3 separate regions of the Mus musculus genome follow, and all the other regions are linked to region 1. A link is a contact called in public Hi-C and promoter capture Hi-C data. All regions are on one chromosome and are shown on one strand. The core of a region is the stretch at or near the end of the contact, and the rest is flanking DNA. Distances in the headings are between cores, read along the strand shown.

What was found. Promoter capture Hi-C pulls out the DNA fragments that hold promoters and counts their contacts. A called contact is a pair of places that touch in the nucleus more often than the background predicts.
Region 2: a promoter capture Hi-C map of liver shows a contact between it and region 1, with 4 times the contacts expected there. The contact joins the enhancer-like site here to the promoter of Khdrbs3 in region 1. A contact is called at or near these places in 3 of 39 promoter capture datasets (liver and stem cell-derived epiblast-like cells), 8 of 484 Hi-C or Micro-C datasets (the HL-1 cell line, LSK cells, cardiomyocytes and 4 more), 2 of 115 datasets of contacts at active chromatin or transcription factors (both in embryonic stem cells) and 1 of 9 other capture datasets (pancreatic islet).
Region 3: a contact with region 1 is called in a Hi-C map of liver, with 2.1 times the contacts expected there. The contact joins the enhancer-like site here to the promoter of Khdrbs3 in region 1. A contact is called at or near these places in 6 of 484 Hi-C or Micro-C datasets (cortical neurons, liver, rod photoreceptor and 1 more), 3 of 115 datasets of contacts at active chromatin or transcription factors (PVALB interneurons, cardiomyocytes and double positive thymocytes) and 1 of 9 other capture datasets (adipose tissue).

Annotation. Positions count from the first base shown.
Region 1 is chr15:68,926,107-68,930,057 of GRCm38.p6, reverse strand. It overlaps Khdrbs3 (KH domain containing, RNA binding, signal transduction associated 3), which reads right to left and starts at 1,638. Exons shown (of 9, transcript NM_010158.2): 1 at 1,225-1,638. The coding sequence starts at 1,312.
Region 2 is chr15:69,040,057-69,044,007 of GRCm38.p6, reverse strand. The region is part of intron 6 of Khdrbs3 (KH domain containing, RNA binding, signal transduction associated 3); the gene reads right to left. Among named protein-coding and RNA genes, the nearest start is that of Gm31550, 25 kb to the right of the region's middle. Within about 2 kb of position 2,062, at least 14 of the 459 cell types and tissues checked have an H3K27ac peak or open chromatin away from gene starts, as enhancers often do. A contact at or near this core is called in liver and olfactory sensory neurons, where this site is marked.
Region 3 is chr15:68,991,637-68,995,587 of GRCm38.p6, reverse strand. Khdrbs3 (KH domain containing, RNA binding, signal transduction associated 3) reads right to left here. Exons shown (of 9, transcript NM_010158.2): 2 at 418-536. Among named protein-coding and RNA genes, the nearest start is that of Gm31550, 24 kb to the left of the region's middle. Within about 2 kb of position 2,272, at least 18 of the 459 cell types and tissues checked have an H3K27ac peak or open chromatin away from gene starts, as enhancers often do. A contact at or near this core is called in PVALB interneurons, cortical neurons, liver and 1 more, where this site is marked.

The sequences.
Region 1 (3,951 bases), core at 389-2,888:
TAATTCTCTCCACACCACCCCCACAGGAGGACAACAGCCTAATCCTGACAACTGTCTACAATAGGCAAGTAACAGAGGTCGTGGTTCTAAAACATAGGTGTCTACACACAAATAGAATATGTCTGCCTCATCTTTCTCTCCCAACAATAAGAGTCAGGACCAGCGCTGTGAACAGCATACCCCCAATAGGATCCACTAGACAAAGTGATTCATAAAAATGGTTACAGATCTGACCAGATAATGTTTCTGTCATATCCCTTAAAAAGAAGTATGGAAAAGGAGAGGGGTGAAAAAAAAAAAAAAAAAGAACCAGAGGTTCCCAGACCATCTTCCTCTGAAACATGAACCATGCTGGACCCGGGTGTCGCAGATAGATCCGGTAAAGGCAGGCTTCATTTACCTTCCATCCCAACAGATGATTCAGGAAGCCAGAGGAGAAGTAAACCTGAAGAATACTGTCCTGGGTAGGCGTGCCTCCATAAACCCCAGTGTCCCTGTCCTTGGCACTTCCCGGTTCCTTTTACCACCCGCGCTGGTTGGAGGAGTGTGAAAAATGGCACAGGCGGGTGGATCGTTTGGCAATGTGTTCAACCCTAAGCCTGACACCAATGAGGGTCACCCGACCAGCTTGTCTCAAGAAGAGAAAAGAGCGAGCAAGAACTGGCTCTCTGGCGGGCCTCCTCTACCAAACTGAGACCTTCAAGGGCCGCCTGCCTGCCAGGCTGGCATGAGTGCCCGCCCCCAGGAACAGCAAACTGCCCAGCCGGCGGCCGCCTAGGCACACACAGAAAAACCGTGGGAGAGAAGCTGGGCTCCTCCCTCGGGGCCGCTGGAGTCCTCCCCTCTATCGTGCTTGGAGGATCTGACCCTAAACCTCTTCCAAGGTCCCCAAACTTCACTAACAAACCAAGCACCTGTTCCCTTCACCTCCTGCGCAGCAGATTCGCCCAAGCCCATCCTTATCCCTGATGCGCTTTCTTGCAGCTCCTTAGATACCCCAAACACCCCAGGTCCCAGGGCGTCCCACTCTCTTTCTCTCTGGTGGACTCATCCAGGACCAGTCCAGACACAGGCTCCTACACGCTCTCTGTCCTCCTCCCAGAAGTTTCCCCTGGGTCCACCAGGGTCCCCAAGGAAGAGACTCCAGTCCCTTGCTGATGTCGGGCCTCCTCCCTCCTCTCCGGAGCCGGCTACGCGGGTGCCGTTAACGGCCGCCGAGCTCACCTCGGTTCACCAAGCGCAGGGCGTGCGTGAAGGAGGGGTCCAGAGAGTCCTTCTCCGCCATCAGCTCCGGCAGGTACTTCTCCTCCATGCTCGCCGGCCGCCGGGCCCGCTTCTCCGCCCCGCGGCGCGCGCGCGCCAGCCGCCCCGCAGCCCGAGCCGCCCGCCCCCGGCGGCGCGGACCCCGCCAGGCGCCTCGGCGGCTAAGCCGGGCGGGCGGCCGGGCGGCGGCGGCGGCTCGGGGCGGGCGGCGGCCGCTCAGCCCGGCCCCGTGGAGCCCCAGATCACCGCGCTGCGGGCCGCGGGCTGCAAGGCGGCGGGATGAGCGAAGAGAGCGGGCTGGAAAGCCGAGGAGCGCTGGCCAGTCTTGCTCGCCGGCTGCGACGATGCCTTGCTCTGCCACGACCCGCCCCGCGCGCCACCCCGCGCGCTCTGAGCCGCCGCGCAGTGCCCCGCGCCCTCCCCGCCCCGCCCGCCGCGCCTGCGCGCTATGCTGACCGCCCGGCGCGCGCCGCCTCGTGGGGGCACTGGGACTGCGCGGGCCCGCAGCGGGGACATTGTAGGGGCGCTTCCGGTCCCTAGATCAGGGGTCTCCATCCAGGGCTCCCCGATGAGCGTCTGTAAGCTGTCCAGCATTGCCTTGTATGTGCAGTCTGGGAAACTGAGGCTCATGGGTCAAGTGGCGCGTCCAAGGTCACCCGTCCTAGCCAGAAGGGACAAGGGCAGAGCCTTTGGAGCCCAGGTTCATACTGCCAGGCTCTGGGAACAGGCAGTGCGACCAGACTCCTGGTTTGCCAAAGCACCACGAACTTGCCCAACTTAGGTCGCTTTGCTGTCCGCTGCTATTTGTACGAAAATACCGCCGGGCAGGACTTAAAACGCCAGCCTCCTGAGACCCTTGGCGCAGAAGTCGGTTACATAAAAGCGCCTGCCCTTCAGACTGTCTTTGTCTTCCGAGACTTGCTCCGTGTTGCCCTTCTCCTTATATGGTGGTGTCTGGACGTGGATGAATGAGTCTCTCTAAACTGTCTCCAGTAGGGAACCTACCACACCACGCATGGTGGTGATGTCTTCTGTCGCCCTCCGACAGGCAACCAGACCCCAGCAAATGCTCTCCTAGGCTCCTTTTAGATCCTCTGAGGTGTGTGGAATAAATGTCTCACACTAGACCAAGGACTCCTGAGTCCCTGTTCAGAGGATATCATAACCCCAACCTCGATAACCAGAGTCCCTTGACAGTGCTCAAGACTTCCCTAGAAAAACCTTAATTGCTTCGTTTTTTTCCTCTCCCTGTACTCTAAAGCCCTTCACAGAACTACAACTCCGCTTTCACTAGCCTAGGGCTATCTTGGGGAACAGCAAATTTTGTCTGAGGGAGAGGTCTCTAACACCTGTTGTCAGGGACGGATGTGGAGAGAGCGCCAGAACAGTGTGCTGAAGGAATCCCCCAAGCACCTGATCCCTTTTCCAGCCTTGTGTGGACTTGGTTGCAGGTTAGGTACTACTGTAGCGTCCCCGACAACAACCTCCCCCTTGTCTCTCTTTAGTCAGAACTGGCAAGTGGCAGTAAAATACAGTGGTTAACTAGTTCTGACCTTTTAGCAAACTTAGGTCATTTGTGCCTCAGTCTCTTCATCTATCCTATGGAGATGAGAAAAGATTATTTCTTAGGAACCTCATAAGGATGTACTATTTCACAATCACCAGGCACAAAATGAAAGCCAGACTGTTCTGTGGCAGTCTCCCTCGCATGGCTGCTTTCTGAGGCAGAAGCTTCGAAAGGCAGCAGGCAACACCATCTGTGTGCTCCTTGATGCTGAAGACAGAGCACAACCCCAGCAGAGCAAGCTCATAAGGGTAGATCCTGCTTCTGACCCTGAGCCCCATGCCGGTCTGGCCATGCAGTGTGGCCCAAGTCTGAGCCTCACATCTGGCCCCCCAAGAACTATGTTATGTCAGCAGTCCCTGACATAACATAGTTCTTGGGGGGCCAGATGTGAGGCAGTTGGGGAGTTCTTAAGGGAAGGTTTTTCTCCCTTTACATCTAAATAGAAGCACATGCCTCTTGCTCTAGTCTCCCTAGACTTGAATTCCAGGGATCCTCTGACAAACACTACTGAGGAGAAGAGGCAGGCAGAGTGCCTGGTGAAACAGCGCTCCCTGCCCCGTGTCTTCCATTTTCTGCCTCGGTAGTAGTCTAAACTTTCACTGATGAGTATCTTTATTAAGCAGTTACTAATTATCTTTATTAAGCATTTACTAATTATCTTTATTATGAGCATTTACTAAGTGCCAAGCTGCTCTGGCAGCTTTATACATCGTCCTCTTGATACCTGCAGGAAAGATTCAGTTTATCACCATTTACTCATCAAGAAATCTCCAAGGCTGAGGAATTTTATACTTTGCCAACTGTGCCACCACTGGCAAGCTGAGATTCCAGGCCCTCCTAGTCTGAACCCTTCCCACACCTAACCCTTTCCCGGGTAGTGATCTGAGCCTGATTAGATCTCTGTCCCTCCTCCAGTGGTGCTTTTGGCAGAGATGTCCCGCCAGCAGCTGGGGAGGAGGACTGTGTACCATGAGGCCTACAACAGAGATGCTAACGCGCCTGCTCTGGACCCTCCTCCTCACAGAACTCTCCAAGTGGGCAGGTGCCCAGCCCTGTGAGTGCTCATGCTGGGTCCTCTAGGGGAGAAGACTGATGTTCCTGTAAGAGGCTCAGAAAATCGT
Region 2 (3,951 bases), core at 813-3,312, 110 kb before region 1:
TACGAATACATTCTTTTTCAGGTACAAACAGCAGTGAGTACTTTATGTGCTATAATTTAACATGCAATTGAGTGGAGTAATGAAACAGCACAGAAAAGATGTGGAGAGCTTGGCTGAGTCCCATATCTAAGGTACTCACTGTTGTAGGACTTACAGGAGCTCACTACACTTTACCAGCACTACTCTGATGCACCAGAGACTTCTTTACACTAGAGATCTTTGTGTTATTTCTCACACTTCTGCATTTCCTCTTAGAGACGATTCTCTTTTATGACATGCTAGGTAGGCATCTACTTCTCTGCCTCACTTCCGTGCCTCCAGTGTAGAAACCTAGCCAGTTCACCAGGTGCCTGTACCATCTCTCTGCCCTTGCTGCCTCTTGGCCTAGTCAGCTTTCTAGGCTGAAGTTCAAGTGGGTGGCTTCAATTCTGTTACAACATTTCAACCACATGAAACAGTCCATTGTGCCCGTACAATGGCAGCATTTGACCTAATGAGCACATTTCTGTAACTACTCCTGGTGGATGGCTCACCTTGTGTTTCACTTACATTATGAACTCACAATGTCTTAAAAGATCCCTTCAGATCAGGCACAGACACACACAATGAGGACGCAGTAATGCTCACTGTTCTCCTGAGCAGAACACTGGGTAAAAGCAGGACAAACCACCTTGATTCCTCTCACCTAGTGCCGTGATTATTTTCAGCTTCTTCCCAGTTCTAGCCATTCCTCAGATGACCAGAAATGACTTAACTGTATGGCAGAAACACATGCCAAGTCAATTACTGAATTGCTCTTGAAGTATCTAAGGAGCCCCTGCATGTTATCTGGAGGCATACAAAGGCATGCCCTCAACTACCTGGCACATCCATGTTAAGTGCCCCGGCCTTGCTGTCTTGCTGGTTTTCCAACCATCCAGTAAATGTTCTTATATCCTTAACCTATCTTACACACCCCACTCCTCGGCACTGCAATATGAAACCTGAGGTCTACCCTACACAGTTCATTAGAACCTTTAGTCTCTCTCGTATCATTTAGAATCTTTCAAAGGGACAAAGCATGGACTTTGCATTTAGCTCTTTAGTGTCTTCATCTAAACACTGTTCCATACATACCTAGCTAAAATGCAAATCTAGACTTTCTGTTTCCTAACTTGCACTGTGGTTCCTGGCTCCTAAAGACACAAATCAAATCGGCACCTGAGTGGGCCCAGGAAGGAGTCTGCTTCTCATCGCTAGTCTGTCTACATGTTCTTTCCTCTGCTGCCTACTTGGATGACAGATGCTAGCTTGAAAACTGAATTATCATTTTGGACTATCATATTTGTTATCATATTTGATATCATATGTGATAACTCACATATATTTGGCAACTGTAATTATTTTTCTGACTCCTTTCTTGCCTCTAGTCTACAAAGTTCCTGTGAGTTAGGATCAGCCCCTCCCCTCCCCTCTCCTCTCTGGTCCTCCCCTTCCCTCCCATCCCCCAACCCACCTCATGTGCACATATCATTATACTTTGTTCTTATTGGTATCCCACTGCCCTCCCTTACATCACCCAGTGGGTTTTCTTTCTTCTCCCAGTTAGTCATTATGCTAGGCTAATCAACCAGATTCAGGAAGATAAATACTGTTTGTTTTCTCTTACAGGTTTAAAATTATGCACGTCTGTGTATATAAGTGTCTTTATAATGTGTGTATGCCGAGCACTGGACTAAAAGAGAGATCATGAGAGAGAGCCTCTTCTGTGAGACAGAGGTGATAACTGAGTGCATGCAAAGCGAGTGGGGGCGGGGAGCACATGCAGGCAACATGGCAACATGACAACACCTGCTGAGCCACTGCTATTGATGACCAAGTAGCAGAAAAGACAATAAATACTTCCTTGTGGTGAACGCGAACCCAGGCAGGCAGCACTACAGAAGAAAGCAGGCACGGTGCAGATTACAATGCTGAAAACCCTGATACTCAGACTGCATTGACACCGTTTTTGGTGAATGCTCAGTATCAGACTTCTGTGCTCTGCGGATGATGACCTTTAGAACTCGATTCTATTTCCGAATGCCAGAATGACGTCATCAAAACCTGTTTAAAGGCATACAGGGAGCTGTCCGTGCACACTCACTACAAAGCTTGCTTCTTCTTCATCAAGCGCACATCTAAGATTTTCTGCTTAGAAACAGCACCGGGACAATGGACCCGAGTGGACAACAGGCTACAGAATGAGCGTGTGTTCTGACACACGTGGAAAACCTCCCTGGACCACACCCAACCTGGCACAGGTCCAAGTAACAAGAATACTTGCTCTGAAGCCATCTTCCAGGACACAAGAAACAGCATGGCCTACCCAGTTTTATTTTTGTCACAAGTAAAATCAAGCATAGTCTTTAAACCTGGGACAAGCATTTTAAATTGAGAAAATTTATAAGTGTGATTAAAAATATTGCTTTGGTGTGGCATCCTTTTAAAGGGAGATAATTATATTATGGATACTTTCACTTCGACTAGGGTGACAACTGGCCATTTCAAAAGGTGAGAAGTTTCCACACAGATGCAGTGCGAAAAGCTTCAGCAAATTTAAGGTTTACAATGATTATGTTGAGTTTATAAAGCAAATAATAAAGACTTCACAATTTAATTGTAGCCGGAACCTGGGAAATAATATCCTGGGCAATGTGGCTTCAAAAGTATCTTTAGTGATAGTGAACAGAGGAGCAAAGTGGTTTGGCCTTCCTCCCACATCATCTGCATCAAACCTGACGTTTTAGCTCTGGGATGTCATGGGCACCTGTTGACCTTGCACTAATAAGCGGGGATTCAAGGCTGCTCCCATCAGGCTCTGCGGATGTGACAGCCACATTCTGAATCCACTTGCGGCACTGGGTGGGTTGCATAGCTGTGGAGATGTCACTAACCCCTCAGAACCTCAACTTGGCAAATTGCAAAGTGGGAATCAAAACGCAGTGGTTACTACTTCCAATGGTTGTGTAAGATTAATCAAAAAAAAAAAAAAAAAAAAAAAAAAAAAAAAAAAAAAAGCAGGTGAATGTGTTTGGCCAGTACTTTCCTAATAAAGATGACTGCTTCATTTAAAGACTTAACCCTTTCAACTCTACAACCACTGAGTCAGAAAAAAGATCAAAGCTATCCAAGCACGACTTCTGTGAAAGTCTTAAAGCCTTGCCTGTCTGCATTTCCACGGTGTGAATTAAGAACTGAATGTGTGCACAGATTCTGATATGGTCTTTAGAGATATGCCTGCCAGCCACTACAGAATGTCTTCTTCTGACTTTGCGCCTAACGAAAATAGAAGGACACTGGTTGGATTTTCTAGGTACTCACAACATAAAAATCAATAAACAGTGACACAGTTAAATTAGAAATCTTACAAGCAAAGGGCAGGCATAACTGTAACTGGGGAAACAATTAACTGTTAAACTAGAAATGCCACGATGGCAGGAAAGATGGGGGAGCTTCTCAGAGTGTGCATGAAAGAGGATCTCACTACTTAGCTCAGGCTGGCCTCAGGCTTGTGCTCCTCTGCCTCAGCCTCTTCAGCGCTGTTGCACGTATGTGTAAAAGTTTCTCTACTGATCCTGAATGTGACTGATATGTCCAGCACTGCTGGAAAACTTGCCAAACAGAATCCAACAAAAAACCCCCTGTCATCGCACACCTGAGATTCTTGCATCAAAGAAGGCAACTCTCTTAGTTCCTGTGGGGGAACTACATTCTGGACTCTAATTCAAAACCCAAAGGATTTACCAGCTGCTGCACCCAGGTCTGTTGGACCTTCCATTGTCCCAAGCTCTGATTTGTCCCAAGGTCCCATCAGCCTCTCTGCTACCTTCCTTAGGACTTACCACTAGCTCACGGCTGCTCAAACAGGGTTGCAGAGTACGAGCAGATAGATCTCCTAAGGCACCAAGTAGACATAAAATCAACTTTGCT
Region 3 (3,951 bases), core at 1,023-3,522, 65 kb before region 1:
GGGACACTGGGTAATGAAGACTGCAACACAAACAAATGAACAATGGTATAAAGACAGCATTGTCTGTCTAAACCACAGACAGACACCGGAAATAAAGTTCATGGCAACGGGGGTTTCTCAAGCATCCACAAGCATACGCGCAATGTGGTTCTACGCATCTCACATAAATGATTTCAGTTCTGAACCACTCCTTTTAAATGAGGAAATCTTAGAGAAAGGCAGGCTATGCATGGCTAGTGTGATATAAATATATTTCTTATGACTCCGCAATTTATTCTGGAGACAAGCAAACGATTCAAATCACTTCATTCACCAAACGTTTTAATTAGCTTCAAGTGTGTGAAGGCCAGGGCCAGTAATGCCAGGGTGCGCTCTGCTCGTGGGCTCGGTAGCAGCAGCGCACAGCTCCCGCCTCACCTTGGGAAACTGCTTCACGGGAATCAGCACCTTCTGTCCCAGCTTCATGTTCTTGTTTATCACCACGTCAATGTACTTCTCTTCCTCCTTGCCTTCTCCCTTTTGAAACTTTTCTATTTCTGTGGAGACAAGAAGATATCATCCATGAAGCATGTGACTCAGAACTGCAGGTGTGGAGCCAGGCTAGCTCTGCTGTGGGAGGAACTCGAATGAAGACTGTTAAATTAGCATGGTGGTTTTTTTTTTTTCAAGTAATGACAGATCTATTTTACCAAGGAAATCTTCATAAATGAAAAATGCACAAAGTATGGCTTTCAAGGCAGCCCTCAGCTAATGAAGGTAAAATGGACAACCACAAATCCTCGTCATCCTCATCCTCATCATCTTCATCATCACCATCCTCATCATCACCTCCCCTGCCCTGTTCTCGTACAGTGTTACACAGCACCAGAATGCTACCTAAGTACTGCCCTTGCCTGGCGATCTACAGCTGGTACTATCGAGAACTGGCTCCAAGACACAGCAGCTGAAGAGCAGGGGGACAGGAGAGAGGTTAGAGGAGGAAAGGGAAGGGGAAATAATGTAATTATATTTTATTTTAATTTTTGTAATTTTAACAATTGTCTCTAAGTTGACTTGACAAACATAGATGACCTGCTGTCAGCAGTCCACCTCCTCACATAGCACCGTCCAGTGAAAGCTAACACACTGTCTATGGCAACGCACCCCACTTTTCCGAGATGCCAGAATGATCTCATTTTATTTTCAAGGTTCATCCATCTGAAACTCGCTGATTCTCCTTCCTTGGGGACGTAGCAGGAACAAGAAAATTAATCCCTCCTGGCTTGGCCCTCACAGAGCACGTAAAAAGACAACTCTATTACTGTAAGTAGAAAAAAAACAGAGGTAGCATCTCTCACCAGAGCCCCAGTTTCTCTACTGTAAAGCCTACTTCCATGAACATCTACTGCCTGCCACCTGCAAGTTTCAGAACCTGGACATCGAATGCAGTTTTACTCAGTTTTTGTACTGTCAACAGTACTTGGTAGTGTACTAGAGGCACAGTCAGGTGCGTTCACAAGCAGACACTATGGACTTTCTCCCCAGCAAGTACAAGGCACAAGGTCCAGAGACAAGAACTGTCGGTCACATCAGATGGGGACCTGCATACATCACCGCTCTTGTTTAATGTGCGAGCATGTGCGAGAGGCAAGTGCAGTACATGGGTGTGCAGGTCTTGCTTTAACTCCATCTCGACAGATCACTAGGCACCTGGCTGACAGTGGAGGTCTGATAGTGTCAAGAAATACTTCAACAGAAACTAGACTGGTGGGGGAGGAAAAGAGAGAAAGGGAAGACTCATTCAGGCATTTTCCACAATTAAATCCAAAGTTGGAAAATTTCAGGATCAATGGCATAATGAAAGTGTGATAAATTAATTATTTTGACTCTTCAATAAAAATCACTGAGCCCTTGGGTGACCCAGAGGAAGGGTATATGGAAACCTATTGTACAACCCAATTAAAATGTAATTGGAGGAACGAATAGAACAGGTAACCTGTGACTGAGGAGGGTGACATAGTGGGGATCAATGGTGTAGTATAAAAGAGGTGGGGTGAAGAGAAGATGGGTTAACCGAGACTAAGGGTGTATGAAAAAGCTTTATGGAAATCTACTAGAAGGTAGGACATTTTCAAAATATGCTTGCTTGCTTGCTTGCTTGCTTGCTTGCTTGCTTGCTTTTTAAGTAGTAATTCAATCCAGAAAACATAATTAAACAAAAACTGCAGTGCCAGACATAGGACATCTCCCCAGAGCTATCCAAAACAACACAGGCTGCACTATTGCTCTTTGCACCCACTGTAACCACAAAGTATAAAACCCAGCTGCTGAAGACACCACCCATGTTGGTCAAAGGACATAAAGAAATCAATTGAAACCCTATGAAGACACTTCCTCCCTACTGGCTAGCTCTCATTAGGCTGCTGGGAGATAAAAGACATCAGTGGTCTTACCCAGCAATGAACCTTGCAGGATGCAGTACCAACAGGCCAGGAAGATATGTCACTTGTGCAGAAGGGGTGTGACTGTCACAGAATAGTCATCTGCTCTCTGGCTTCTTCTGTGAACAGGGGGAAACTTTATGCCAGGTAGGGCATCATAATCCTTGTCTTTATGCCAGGTAGGGCATCATGATCCTTGTCTAAAGGGAGGATTCGTGAGAGGACCATCACACATCTTAGGGTAGAACCTGCTGTGATTTTTCTAAATGGCCATGCTTCAGACTTCCCTCTAAATAGGCCCAGGCAGCTCTCAGCCTCAATCAGAAAGCCTTCTTTTTGAATTGGGCAGCACAGTATTGACATAGGAGACTGAGTATTCAGCCCAAAAATAGGCCTTGTTTATGAAACACCACCCCCAAGTCTCCATGACTCTGGGAAGAGGAGGCAGAAAGCCTGGGAGAAGCTGGCTCAGGAGAAGGTACTATGAAATGAAGAAGCTGGCCCAGGAGAAGGTGCTGTGAAATACAGTCCCCTGGACATGACACGGCTACTGCACTCATGAGCTGGCAGCAGCTGCAGTTACTATACAAAGGAAGCCAGAGTTCAAGATGAACGAGGGAGGAGCTCACATGGCCTCCTTCCTAATGGAGAAGCCAGCAGCAGTTTATAGAAGCTGGGGAAGGGAGCCTCATTCCTGGGGTTGTGGCCTCTGGTAGGCTGAGCACTCCAGGGGATGTCCCATACCCATGCACTTATGGGCAACATTAATTTGACTTCATGAATTAATTTAAAGAGAAAGAAAGGTCATAGAGTTGGGAGGGACATGTTGAGAACCTGGGGAAACTAGAGGAAGGTATGATCATAATAGTATGTCTGATTAAAGATCTCAAAGAAAACATTAAAAGAAATAAAACAGCAATAAGTCACAAGTCAGCTGCTTCACTGAATATTACTATTTTAGAAGTAATCTTTGACACAGAAGTTAACAAATGAGGTAAACTAAAATTTCCTTTAAAACGATTAGATTTCCCCCTGTTTCCTTCAAATGTTTGTAAGTAGTATGCATGTATGCATGCATGCATGTATGCTTCTGCGTGAGTATGATTACAGGTGTGGGCAGGCATACATACTCACTCATGTGTTTAAGGTAAGTTCGTACAGGAAATCATCATTAATAGTCTCTTGCCCTCCCTGACTTATTTGTTGAAGCAAGGTGTTTCAATCAAACCCAGAACTCACTGATATTGCTAGTCTTGTTTACCCAGGCTGCTCTGGGATCCCATCTCTGCCGCTGTGGCTGGAACTAACATGGGCTCCTACACCTACCTAGCATTTACACACGTATCTGGAGATCTGAACTCTGGCCCTCACATTTTCAAGGCAATCACTTTACTGAACGATCTCATCTCTGCAGGCCAACATCTACAGATTTTATTATATGTATACTGGGTGATTGTGAGTCGTCTGATGTTTTCAAGGGCTCCTGTAAAATACGATGAGTGTGTGTGTGTGTGTGTGTGAGTGTGTGTGT